Regions from separate parts of the Sus scrofa genome. Here regions 2 and 3 are each linked to region 1. A link is a contact called in public Hi-C data. All regions are on one chromosome and are shown on one strand. Each heading gives the region's core, a stretch centred on a gene start, on an enhancer-like site or on the middle of the called end of the contact. The rest is flanking DNA. Distances are from core to core; before and after follow the strand shown. Region 1 has its middle 200 kb from the start of SETD4. Region 2 overlaps RUNX1 (runt related transcription factor 1). Region 3 has its middle 29 kb from the start of RUNX1.

What was found. Hi-C and Micro-C count contacts between places; a contact is called where the count stands out from the background.
Region 2: a Hi-C map of embryonic fibroblasts shows a contact between it and region 1, with 3 times the contacts expected there. The contact joins two enhancer-like sites. A contact is called at or near these places in 3 of 47 Hi-C or Micro-C datasets (adipocytes, embryonic fibroblasts and fibroblasts) and 2 of 2 datasets of contacts at active chromatin or transcription factors (alveolar macrophages and skeletal muscle).
Region 3: a Hi-C map of embryonic fibroblasts shows a contact between it and region 1, with 5 times the contacts expected there. The contact joins two enhancer-like sites. A contact is called at or near these places in 2 of 47 Hi-C or Micro-C datasets (embryonic fibroblasts and subcutaneous adipose tissue) and 2 of 2 datasets of contacts at active chromatin or transcription factors (alveolar macrophages and skeletal muscle).

What each region holds. Positions count from the first base shown.
Region 1 is chr13:199,388,063-199,392,381 of Sscrofa11.1, reverse strand. No RefSeq gene overlaps it. Among named protein-coding and RNA genes, the nearest start is that of SETD4, 200 kb to the left of the region's middle. Within about 2 kb of position 1,806, at least 5 of the 83 cell types and tissues checked have an H3K27ac peak or open chromatin away from gene starts, as enhancers often do. A contact at or near this core is called in alveolar macrophages and embryonic fibroblasts, where this site is marked.
Region 2 is chr13:198,572,736-198,577,054 of Sscrofa11.1, reverse strand. The region is part of intron 1 of RUNX1 (runt related transcription factor 1); the gene reads left to right. Among named protein-coding and RNA genes, the nearest start is that of RUNX1, 60 kb to the left of the region's middle. Within about 2 kb of position 2,269, at least 11 of the 83 cell types and tissues checked have an H3K27ac peak or open chromatin away from gene starts, as enhancers often do. A contact at or near this core is called in alveolar macrophages and embryonic fibroblasts, where this site is marked.
Region 3 is chr13:198,662,018-198,666,336 of Sscrofa11.1, reverse strand. No RefSeq gene overlaps it. Among named protein-coding and RNA genes, the nearest start is that of RUNX1, 29 kb to the right of the region's middle. Within about 2 kb of position 2,371, at least 6 of the 83 cell types and tissues checked have an H3K27ac peak or open chromatin away from gene starts, as enhancers often do. A contact at or near this core is called in embryonic fibroblasts, where this site is marked.

The DNA.
Region 1 (4,319 bases), core at 557-3,056:
AGGGAGAGGTCACGGGTTTCTAAACTTCTAGCACTTATCATCCTGTTGGGTAGACATGGGGTCTCGTGCAGTAGAGGTGGGAGCAGATGCTATCTTAGTACCTGGACAGGAAATTTTGCTGAACAAAGAGAAGTCATGGAAAAATTGTTAGTTATGAAAAATTTTTCATGTATGCATGTAGTAAATTCATTACAAGGATGTAAACTTAAAAATGATTTGACATATGGATTTTTCCTCTTCTCTGTTTTATTACTATTGTTTTTCATTAAAAAAAACCCCAACAAAATCTTGTCTGACATCATTTCTATGGATGTTATTTATTTATTTATTTATTTATTTATTTTTAGGACTGCACCCATGGCATATGGAAGTTCCCAGGCTAGGGGTCAAGCGGAGCTGCAGCTGCCGGCCTACACCACAGCCACAGCCACACTAGCAACACATCTGCGAACTACACCACAGTTCACGGCAACGCCACATCCTTAACCTACTGAGTGATACCAGGGATTGAACCTGCATCCTTATGGATTATAGTAGGGTTCATTTCTCCTGAGCCACAGTGGGAATCCTCTGTGGCTGTTATTGATTTCACTCATTTTGATTCTTTTCCCTCATTTTGATATCCTTGCCATATTTTAAAAACTTTTGATGAAGTCAAAGAATTCATCCTTCTGGAACTGGAATTCATTCATTTTGGAATTGGAAACCTGATTCTACTCAATTTTAACAACAATTTTTCTGTTGTCAGCGGATCTTGCTTAACTCAGAGCAATGACTCATCAAGCGGCCTTATCTATAGCCACTAGATGGCGCTCACATGCTATTGTAAAGGGATACTGAAGTTAAACTATTTGGAAAAACAATTTGTCTTCATTGAAGGTAAATACAGAATTAGCCTTACAACTGTACAGGCTTGGGGATTACAGATTTTTCTTGCCCCTTCACTTTTCTTGAGTGAATTTTCCACTAGACATCATGATTAAGCACAGGGACCCCAGAGTCAGGCTAAGTTCAAATACTGTCTCCATCATTTGCATCTAAATGACCCTGAGTAGGTCAGGTCACTTCAGTGTTCTCACCTACCAGATGGGTTAGTAATAACACATACCCCAGAGGGTGACATATATTAAAGCGCATAGTCTTACATGTGCTTGATTTTAAAAATTTATATATTTTTCTCCCCCCCCAGCTTTATGAGATATAATTGACATATAACACTCTAAGTTTAAGCTGTACAACACGATGATTTGATACACATATATGTTGCAAAATGATTACCACAATAGGACTAGTTGTGTGTTTGCAGTATTTGCTAATATTTTTTTTTTCTTCTTTGTGGCATTGCTGATCACTTAAACAAATGTTTTCCAAATACCAGTTCAAGGACTAGCAATAGCAGAATCACTTAAGGATCTTTCATAAAATATAGACGTATGAGCTCCTTCTCTGGGGCATTTATTTCAGTAATTTTGAGATGGGGGTTAGGGACTTACAGTCTTTAAAACTTTTCAACAGGTGGTTCTGATGCTTGTCTAGATTTTGGAGACAGTGACATAAACTACCCAGAGATGTTGCTGTCTATCCAAGTCCAGTCATGGTGTAAGGACCTCATGTTATCTGTACACTGGCCATTTCCAAGTCCCAGTTCCCTTTTAACATGGAGTACGCGCCATCCAAAGTGCTGACTTTGGGATGGTTTCCTCCAACCACTATCTTTTAAGGCCGCCCCCTCCAAGTGAGGCTGAACAGCAGCCACTGTTTGTTTGGCTTGTGCCTTTGGTATTCAGCTGACTCATGGATAAATCAAGCTTGGGCTTTCCCCTGCTCCATCAGCTGGTCATAACGGACCTCCCATGTGGCCATGGGTATGAGCTAAGGGGAGGCACTGATGCAGCAATGGTGAATACCATGGAGATCTGGGGTACCTGCTGGGATAACTTGTTTATGCCCTGATCTGGATGCACCACTTTCATCTTACAATAGATGGCTGTTGGGTATGTGGCTTCCTGGGTGTGACGGAACCCAGCTCATCATGGATGGTTGATTACCTCGTGTCCCCTGGTTGGGGACAGCAGCATGCGGGGTGCTCTTTATTCTAAAGCTATATTGTTATTAGATGTAGTGGACATGTTTGCTCCAGAACTCTTAAGTTTCGGAGTTGTGATTTTCCCAATTTGGATTGCCAAAAACTCCACACTGTGTTTCTTTTCCATCACTAGTACTACTAATGCCAGAGGGTCTGCTGGGCCATGAAGCTTAGGCCATAGGGCCATTTATGCTGTGGCAGGACTTTTGCAGAGATTTCCCTGTTTTGATGGCCATTCTATCCCTTGTTATATGGATACGAGCAATATTCCCAACTGTGAAACTAGTGTCCCTGAAACCTAAAGGCTATTGTGCTGCAGTTTTACTTTTTTTTTTTTTAAGAAGGGGTGAGATAATAATTTGTTATTTACTTTGGCTGAGATATCCTGAAATGCCTAGACCCTAGACCTTTAAAAAGTTTGCTGATGTGGCCTGTGATGGTTAGTTCCCATTTTATTTATGGCATGAGTCTGACTTGTGAAGGCTTTGAGTATCCTTGACACTTCTTGCTCATCAGGTCTGATTTACATGATGTCACCCCCAGCCTGATATCCTGCAAATGCCCAGCTTGTCCAGGGCTCCTCAGACTATATTATGACAGAGAGAAGAGAGTTAGCATAGCCCTGGGTCAACACTGCAAATGAATACCGTTGTCTGTTCTGAGCAAATGTGAACTGTTTCTGATCCTTCTTTTTGATAGGGATGAAAGGACAGAGTTCCCAGATCAAAGGCTGCACACCATGTACCTGAGCCTGTGTTTAAGAAAAAATAGACTATCTGGTAAGGAAGCTTCAGTGCCAGCTGTGGCTGCTGCTTGTTTAAGTCTGTAGGAGTCTGTCACCCTCCAGGACCGATGTGAGTTCTGCAGGGCCCAGACTGATTAATTCAATGGTGATATGATAACAGCCACACTCTGCATCCTGTAGGTACTTAAGGGTAGTTCTAAGCTTCAAAATCCAAACCTCCCCCTCTAACCCATCCAAGGATACGATATCGTTTTTGATTTACTCTCTTGGCTGGGGTAGGAGACAGTTTAGAAACTTCCCCCTTGAGCTTCCTCACTGTGATAGCTCTTATTTGTGTAAGCCTTGGCAACCATCAGTTTATCTGTTCCTAAACACTTGGGGACTGGGGGCATGATTCTTTCCCACCAGGAGCTCTGAGCTTTGTCCAAGCAGAGCTGCCAGGTTTGGTTGAGATCCCGTGGAACCCTGCTATTTTCATGAATAAGTCCTGTGCCTGATCCTTAGCTTTCTCTGCAATTTGAATACGAGGGCTGAGTCTCTTTAGGAGCTGGCAAGGAGGACTTCTGCCTTTCACACTTAGCATTTCATTGATGGTTAACATCCTCAGGCTTTTGCTGTCACCCTCCCAAACATCAAGAGACCTGGACAACAGCCATCCAATCTTACCTCTTCAGAATGGCTCTTTCCTGTTTGTATTTCTCAAACAGCCAGTGGAAATGCACGGGCCATGCATTTCCTGCCCCAGTTCTCTGCTGCTTTGAACCTCGAGCTGCGTGATAGAGATTCACTGCTAGCTGGGCAGTGGGTGGTCCAGTTCTGAAATTATATTAATTAGCCTTGCTTTCTGGAACCACTTCTGGCATCAGGGTGGGTTCCTGAAGCAGACGGTGAGGGGCACATCAGCATGGTGGACGTTGGTTAGGGGCACTCTGGTGATCCAACCAGGGAGGAAGCAGCAGGGGCCAGAGGAGAAATTGAACAATGTGGCTCTTATCCCATGGAAGCTGGCATCGTTTTCAGAATCCTGCTGAGTTGGAGCAGGAGGTCAGGCTGCCATGCTCCTGACTTGTCAGCCAGTCATTAGACTTCAGGTTTTGCAGGAAAAGGGTGTGATCTCATGCAAGGTGGTTCTCATCAGCCCAGGGCAGCATCTGCAGAGCAAGGACAGTCCTCCCAGCTCTGCAGAAATGCACCTTTCAGTCCCGAAGGGGATCCGAAAAATGCAGAGGGTGGCCATGCCAATCACTCCCCACTATTTGTTGTATTGGGCTCCCTTCGAGCCTCACATGGCAGCGCTGATCCCTTTTTCTGGTGGTTGGAGCGAATGCTGAAATCGTGCCACAGATTGGAGGCAGCCCTTGGACTGGGGGTACCATCATTAGAAGCTCTCTTCTCATTGTCTCCGGAATGTTAAGTCTTTTCCATGGAGACATGCTATCCTAGAAGGCTTAGGCCACACTTGGCCATCTCTATCTCTCAGACACCAAT
Region 2 (4,319 bases), core at 1,020-3,519, 820 kb after region 1:
AAGACTACCTCACTGTCTAATTTTAGCAATTCCTCTTGGCAGAGGCCAGGCACCCCCCTTCCCGGGGCTATCTGGTGCTCCACACACCATCTCCGAAAGCTTCCTTTGATGTTGGCGGGGGGCTCCTTGGACTCAAGGCCAGATACGCTGCAGGAAGAGACACGCTCAAAGCCATTACACTGCCCTATCTCGCTGCTGCAATAAGAGGTCTGCTTTCTTTTCTTTTTTTTTTTTAATTGTGAAGTAACAACTCTTGGTTTGAAGTTAAATATGGGCCCATCAGGTTTGGAATCGATCCTCAGAAACAATCGTCAGGTCAATTGCCATCCAATATCCTCTCTATCTTTGCAGGGGAGGATGTTTAAAGCATGACGTTATTTTGACTAATTTAAAGATTTCATTCATATTTTTAACTCATTATAAATGAATGCAATTTAAGCCCATCACGTAATGATAGAAAGTGGCCAGAAGCCATGGGAATGTGTTTCTCATTGTGGAAACTACAAGTTAGTCATTTTCTTCTCCCTGGTAAATGTCTTCAGTTTGGTTAAGGGAATTTTTTTTTCAAAGAAATCTCAAGTTCCAAATTAGTTTTTTTTTTTTTTTTTTTTTTTTTTTTGGTCTCAAAAGTTAACCCTATGGAAAATGTAGCAATGTTTCCATAATTTTGCAAACTATTTTGATAGCATCTATGTCATCTTGCTCAGGGTCTAAAATCTTATTATTGGTTGATTTTTTTTTTCTGATTTTTGTTTTTAACATCCTGGCCTCATAATGTAAAGAAAAGCAATAAGCTCAGGAGAAAGCTGTGATGCAGAAATGCCTAACTTTCTGGATAATTTACAGCTACACTTTCTGTAGAGAATCTTTGTGAAACTAACTTTTTTTTCCACTTAGAGTTTTAATAGAGAGGACATGGGTTACGAAGTCAAGTGGGGAAGGAGACAGAAAGAGAGGAGGATCTGAATTTTCTTTTTCAAGCTGTTATTTAAGTGGCAACATTGATCCAAAACGTCTGCTTTTAGGCCGAAGTTTCTGTCTTTGAGTTGCCTGCAATACTCAGAAACTTCTAGATGTGTGTGGTGGGCTGATCTAATGGACTCTTCTTGCAGGTCTGAGAAAGAGGAGCCAAGGGCCAGAGGCAGGCACAGCAGGACTAAGGGAGTCCACCTCTCCAGCCTTTTCCCTTCCAGTAGGAGCCCCCCGGCCTCTGACCTCAGCCCCACAGTCGTCTTGGGCCCTAAGACTCGACTCAGCCCTAAGAGTCTTGTTCCTTCCACTTCCTCTCCTGCACCTATCCCAGGCTGTTCTCACTTTGCCCACAATTTAACTCCCTTCTCATGCTCTTTGGAGCAGTGTCATTACATCTGAGCTCCACAGCAAGGCTGAGGGACAGAAGTGGAGGTGAAGCTTGGTTAAGTCAGATCACACCCTGGAGATGCTCCCAGGATGGTACTTTGGGAAGGATCTCTGCCCTGTGAAGTGGGGGTGGTCCCACTGCTCCCCCATCCTACAAGTCGGAGTTTCCATTCCTCTCCACACCTAAGGGTAGGCTGCAGACAGGTTCAAGATATTCAAACACAGACCAGGAATTTCTGCTGATTCTCAGGGTTCAAAATTCTAAAAAGTGAGTCTATGCTGAAGGTGGGGCAGGAATATTCTAGAAGGGAGCAGTGATGGATAGAAGAAACCATGCATACAAGGACATACCTACATAAAGACACACCTGTACCTACACGTACAGGCCAAGAGACAAAAAGGGACAGAAAGATCTAAGCAACTCTTAGTTCCTGGTTCCAAGAGCCTTTGCTGTAAACAATGCCCAGGTCAATGCAGGAATATAAGTAAATGAGAGCATTTACACATTTTGATCTCGAATTATCTCCCAGAAGTTTGCAATGTTGATTCCAAAGACGTCAAGTCTCAAACAGAATTGTAATACTTTTTTTTTTCAATTAGGAAAAAAGATGATTTTAATGCATTACTCATTCTATCTTTTTTAGTTTGCCCAAACCAGCGAGAAATTAGTTCCCAGGTCATTAAATTCCACCCGTTGTGGTCAGAGCTGAAAGGGTTGGATCGTCTCTGCTGGGAAGGGTGGAGTCTGGTGTGTGGGGTTCATGGGGACACGCTGGCGGGCCCTCCCTGACCCTGCTCACAGCCAGCTGCCTGCCCCCCCTCCAGTCTCCCCCAGGCTGTGCGGCTTGCTTCACACCCTTTGTTGACTTCGGCTACTGGTCAAGTTTCCTCTGGAGCCCTGATGCCAAGGGTGCCAGCGCTGAGCTGACTCATGCTTTCCCGGACTTCCTGACACCCTGTTCACAGGCTTGTCTGCAGCTACAAGACTCTGCCCCAACGGTGTCGCAATTCCAGCCAGGAAACCAAACCAACCGCCCCAGAATTTGGCTGAGGTCTCTGAGGGTGGACAGGAACAGAGGTTCCCAAACAATGTTTAGGCTGGAACTGAATGCCAGCTTTTTTTTTTTCTTCCATTCTCCCCGCCCCCCTTATTGAGATATAACTGATAGACAGTTCTGGGAAGTCTGAGGTGTACAACATAAAGATTTACATGTACTGTGAAATGATGACCACAATAAGATTCGTTGCATCCATCATCTCATATAGATACAAATACCAATGTCTGGGGTTTTTTTTAGATCAACCTACATCTATTGAGCAATTTCTCTGCAAGCATAAACACTGTCGATGTAGATGTGCATGAGTTTAAAACAGGAAAGCTTGCGTGAGACCCTCACCGATGGAAAAAAGATAATGGATCATTTCATTTAGACAGTTTACATCTTGGGTAAATATCCTACCCTTCCTCCACATTTATGAAATTGCTTCTAAGATTCTTTTTATTTTTTGAAGTGTAGTTGATTTACCATGTTCTATTGGTTTCAGGTATAACACATGGAGACTCAATATTTTTATGGATTATACTCCACTTAAAGTTGTTATAAAATATTGATCATATTTTTAATTTTCTTATGAAAACTTTGAATGTCAACCATCAAGAAAACCTTATTTCCCCTGGTTGCTCTGGAACCACTAAGCCATCCAATGACTGTCAAAATGAGCTCCATATTTCTTGGGTTAGGATTTTTCTCCATCTTCACTTACCCCAGGGAGCCTTCTCCTGTTGCTGAAGGGGCTCTTGAGATAATTTGGCATGTTCCTAGGCAGACACCTCAAAGGGAATATGACTTTCCTCAAACCCACTTGCCTAACTTCAAAGTATATGAGAAAATCAGCTTTTAGGAAAATGAGTGAGTGGGGAATTTCAATGAGTGATGTGGAAGAAATTAGGCCATTGCATTTAATCCAAGTTCCCCCTGCCCACCACTGTCCCATTCCTCTGTTGCTTGTGTGTGTTGGTGTGCATGTGTGTGGGAATGAGCAGACAGGCCAGTATTCTCCTGCAACCCCATGGTGCCCCACAGTAATGGTGTTTGACCTGAGAAGGCAAATCGAGTGGAAAGTCACCAGGAACACAGGAGCTCCAAATTGTTCTTCTCTCCAAAATAGTTCTATTTTCAAATAATGGTTTGTGTTATCCCATCGCTAATAGCTCCTTGTATTTTCTTATATTTTCTTTTCACTTTTTAGGGCCACACCGGAAGCATATGGAAGTTCCCAGCATAGGGGCTGAATTGGAGCTACAACTGCTGGCCTATACCACAGCAACGCTAGATCCATGCTGCGTCTGCGTCCTACACCACAGCTCATGGCAACACCATGATCGAGGCCAGGGATTAAACCTGCAACCTCATGGATCCTCGTCAGTTTTGTTACTGCTGAGCCACAACGGGAACTCCAGCTCCATGTATTTTCTATTACCTACTGCACAGCTAACTTACTGTGCCTATATCTAGAATGCTCTTTGTTCTAGTTCATTATCAAGTTCATTATATTTGGAAAGTTTGCCTTTTGTTCTTCTTGGAAGTTTTAAGAGTGACTGAAATTGGCTCCATGTGTCTTTCTCAAAGTGACCACATGAGAGGTACCCCCAGGGGGATGGCATCTTCAGACAAAAGGCACATCCAGTGCCTTGCACCTCTCATAGGTGTCCCCAAAGGATCCCCTGAAGCTCTTCCTGGTGGGGAAAGAGAGTAGCTCTTTGAGGGAGCCTCTGGCCGTGCTGCCAAAGCAGCCTGGAGGCCCAGCCTGGGGGACACACACTCCCTCCTGCAAGGTCCAGGCATGCTGCCTGCTGAGTCATCCCTTTTATTGCTGACCCTGCAATAGAGAAACTAGACTTGGAAGGGCCCCTCTGGCCCCACATTAGGCCAGCCTCTGGCAGGGCTAGGCAGAGGACC
Region 3 (4,319 bases), core at 1,122-3,621, 730 kb after region 1:
AGGTCAATGATAAAGTCTGACAGCAGAGGCCACATCTATTCCACTCCACTCATTCCATTGACAAGTCTCAATGGATCACTGCAGGGTTTGGGAAAATTTCCTTCAGACCTGGAGGAAAATAGGTGTAAACCAGGGGACATGAGGGAGGTTGGGGAAGGAGCCAAAGCTTAGAGAAAAGGAAAAGCATGGGGAGTTTGAGAAGCTGATATTAATTCATTATGGGATTGAACTTGTGTCCCAGTGCTCCCAAGATGCCTCTGATCCCATTGTGCCACAGTACATAACACAATGCCTAGATGCTCAGAAATATTTGAAAAGCAAGTCAGAATTTCAAGTCCACATGCTCCAGTGCATAAATATGATAGTTAATTTCATGTGTCAACTTGGCTAGGCTATGGTGCACAGGTGTTTAATCAAACACCTGGCTAGCTGTGGGGAAGACGTTTTTAGATGTGATTAACATTTAAATCCGCAGACTCTGAGTGAAGCAGATTATCCTCCATCGTGTGAGTGAGCTCCAGTCAATCAGTGGAAGGTCTTCAGAGCCAAAACTGAGGTTCTCCAAAGAGGAAGGAGTTCTCTTCAAGACAAACATGGAGGAAGTTCCCATTGTGGTTCAGCAGTAATGAACCTGACTAGTATCCATGAGGACTCGGATTCAATCCCTGGCCTCGCTCAGTGGGTTAAGAATCCCTGAGTTGCTGTGTAGGTCACGGACGTGGCTCAGATCCTGCATTGCTATGGCTGTGGCATAGGCCGGTGGCTACAGCTCCAACTCAGCCCTTAGCCTGGGAACTTCCATGTGCTGCAGGTGCAGCCCTAAAGTGAATTTAAAAAAAAAGCAAAAACACTAAACTAAGCATGGAAACCTTGCCTGAGTTTTCAGGCTGCTGTCCTGTGGAATTAGGACTCGAGACAGCAACCTCCATGCTCACCTGAATTTCCAGTCTCCCAGCCTGCCCTATAGAGTCCAGACATGGTAGGTTCACAGTCACATAAGCTAATTTCTTAAAATAAATCTTTCTTCTGTTTTTCTAAAGAACTCTGTTTACTACAGCACAAAAAGTACATCTTCCATTTGTACTTTGCCTCTCCATTTGATCACTGGGTCAGAATGCTCATCTCCTCTAATTCAGTCCAATTCAGTAGTGCTTTCTTGTCCAGAGTCCCTCTCCAGGCTATGCTGGGCCCACACAGGGTGGGAAAGTGGGGCCTGGGTCTTTGATAATCTTCTCTCTCCTGGTTTGCATCTGCTGAGGTGGCCAGAACCCCACCTGGCTCTATGTCTCCACAGTCACACAGGTGGGAGGTCCCATCAGGCCTGGCTTCCTCTTCCTCAGTGGTGTCCATGTGCCTCTGGGGCCCACAGACATCATTGTGCTGAATCTAGAACTCGGGAGCTCAGAGACACCAGATACCTGTGTGCCTGGGGAACCAAAACTGTCCTTCAGCTCTGAGCTCCTCCTTCCTTCCCAGAGCTTTGTCCAGGGAAGAAGGCCCTACCCAAGATATAAACCTGAAGGGCTCTTGGAGTTCCCTGGTGGCTCAGCAGGTTAAGGATCTGGCTTGTCACTGCTGTGATGGGGGTTCGATCCCTGGCCCAGGAACTTCCACATGCCAGAGGTAAGTCCAAAAACAAACAAACAGACAAAAAACAGAAACGAAACAATCGAGGAGAGTGCAGTAGCTCTTTCTTGGCATACAACAGCATTAAGCCTCAGCACTGGAGCAGGGTCAATGAATAGCCCCCCAAAAATATACAGGCATGAGCTAACCCCCAGAATCTGTGGGTGTGACCTTATTGGGAAAAAGGATCTTTGCAGATGAAATGAAGTTAAGGGTCTCAAGATGAGATCGTCCTGGATTATCCAGGTAGGTCCTAAATCCAATGACAAGTGTCCTGAAAAGAGCTGGAAAAGGAAACGACCCAGATGAGGAGAAGGCCGTGGATGATGGAGGCATAGACTAGAGTGGTACCACCATGAGCCAAGGACACCTTGAGCTGCCAGAGGCTGAAGGAGGCAGGAAGGACCCTCCCCTAGAGCCATAAGAGGGAATATGGCCCTGAAACGCCTTGACTGCAGACTCCTGGCTTCCAGAAGTGGGAGGAGATTGCATTTCTGTCATCTTGAGCCCCTCCATCCATCTGTGGTGCTTTGTTAGAGCAATCACAGGAAACTCTCACCACGGATGGCCTTCCCTTTGAGGGGAAATTGTATAGTCAAGACGAAGGAGGTAATAGACTATTCTTACTCATCATCAATTTTTTTTTTTTTTTCTGATCTAATGTACGTGCCAGGAATCTTTTCCACTCCCCTGGGGGACTAAGCTCCTAGAACTGCAGACGTCAGTGAGAAACTAGCTGACTAAGCCTGGCCGGGTGGGGGCGAGTGAGGAGGCCAAACAATTCTACACTGGGAAATCACTTTAAGAAATCGCTTCTGAGAACTTTTAGGAACATAATTTTCTTTTTCTGTAATTGTCCTGAATTCTCCCTTAGAGGGTATGTACGCAGTCCAACAGACACATGGCTCAGGGATTATCCCAAATGCTACTTTCTTAAGCTGGAAACCAATCTACTGCCCACCCCTGGTTTTTTTCTTCATGAGCATACATCCTTCTTTCCTCGATGTTCCTCATGTGCAAATATGACTACCTGTGACCCAAAGCATCCCCACTAACCAGGAAATAACCTCTGAAAGGACAATTCTTTGACCCAGAGGTTGTTCCTGGTCATTATTTGTCCATATCTCCACCAACCCCCTTGACAGCCTTTTCCCAATAACAGAGAAACACTGCACCTCAAACATTTCCAAGGCTCTAAATGCTGTGCTCACCCAGGGGTCTTTCTACAGAATAAAATAATAAATTATGTATCACTGTCATTGCAAAGGGTTTTTTTTTTTTTTCAAAGCTTTCTCTTTTTTTTTTTTTCTTTTAAGGACACATCTGTGACTTATGGAAATTCCCAAGCTAGGGGTCAAATCAAAGCTATGGCTGCTGGCCTATGCCGTAGGCACAGCAGTGCAGGATCTGAGCTGCATCTACAACCTACACCATAGCTCACAGCAATGCCAGATCCTTAACCCACTGAGCAAGGCCGGGGATCCAACCCACATCCTCATGGATCCTAGTCAGGTTCCTTAAACGTTGAGCCACGAAGGGAACTCCACAGAGTGATTTTCATATAAACTTTGACTTTAAGCAGACCTCAGTCCAAATTCCAGCTTCGCCCTAATGTGTGACTTGTAGCTAATTATTTAAACTGTCAGTATCTCAATTTCTTTATCTGTGAAATGGAGATAATAACATCTAGCTTATAAGGCAGTGGTGAGGAGTAAAAGGGTTATAATATGAAAAGCAGTAAACACCAATATTTTTTCTCTTTATCATCTCCCATTTTTTTCTAAATGGATTCCTTACCAACCATGATGGACTATTACATAACCACTAAAAATAATTCTTCATAGGAGGAGTGTTTAATAATGTGGGGGACATTTGGGTTATGTCATGAAGTTGAAAGGGTTATTAAGCAGTATGCATGATATGAGCCCCATTTAGATAGAAAAACACACAGGAACTTATACAAAGTCTTGCATTAAAAATTATAGAGGCATTCCCGTTGTGGCTCAGCAGTAACAAACCCAGCTCGTATCCATGAGGATTCTGGTTCGATCCCTGGCCTCAGTCAGTGGGTTAAGGAAAGAGTGCTGCTGTAGCTGTGGTGTAGACTGTCAACTACAGCTCTGATTTGACCCCTAGCCTGGGAACTTTCATATGTCACAGCTGTGGCCCTAAAAAGAACAGAAAAAGTATAGAAAAATAGACTTAGAAGGATCCATACTGAAATTTTAATAGCAGTTATCTCTAAGGTGGTAGTTTATGAGTAATAAATATTTTCTTTCCATAGTTTTCAAATGTTCTATATAGTACACATAAGGGCAGAAAAAAAAATTAAATGTGCCCTTGGATAAGTTACTATGCCTGTTTGCATACTGACAAATTGGGGAGAATAAGAATGTCTTAAGATCAAAAGAGAAAATACCTATAAAATTGCTAGAAATTTTAATGTAAGAAATCAGTTTCCATTGCTAACATATTATGGCTGAGTTATGGGTAATTGGTGTTGGGCTGAAAGGAAAGTTTTAGCACAAAGTAACTTTCAGTTGCTCCAGACGTGTTCTTTGCTGTGTACTTATAAGGAGACATTTAGTGTGATTATTAAAGCAGTCAGGGCTGGCACTGTGGGCATGAGACCTATATGGTTATACAGGTCCCCCCTCAGAAGGACCTCATTCTTGGTTTAACGCTCTTGAAAT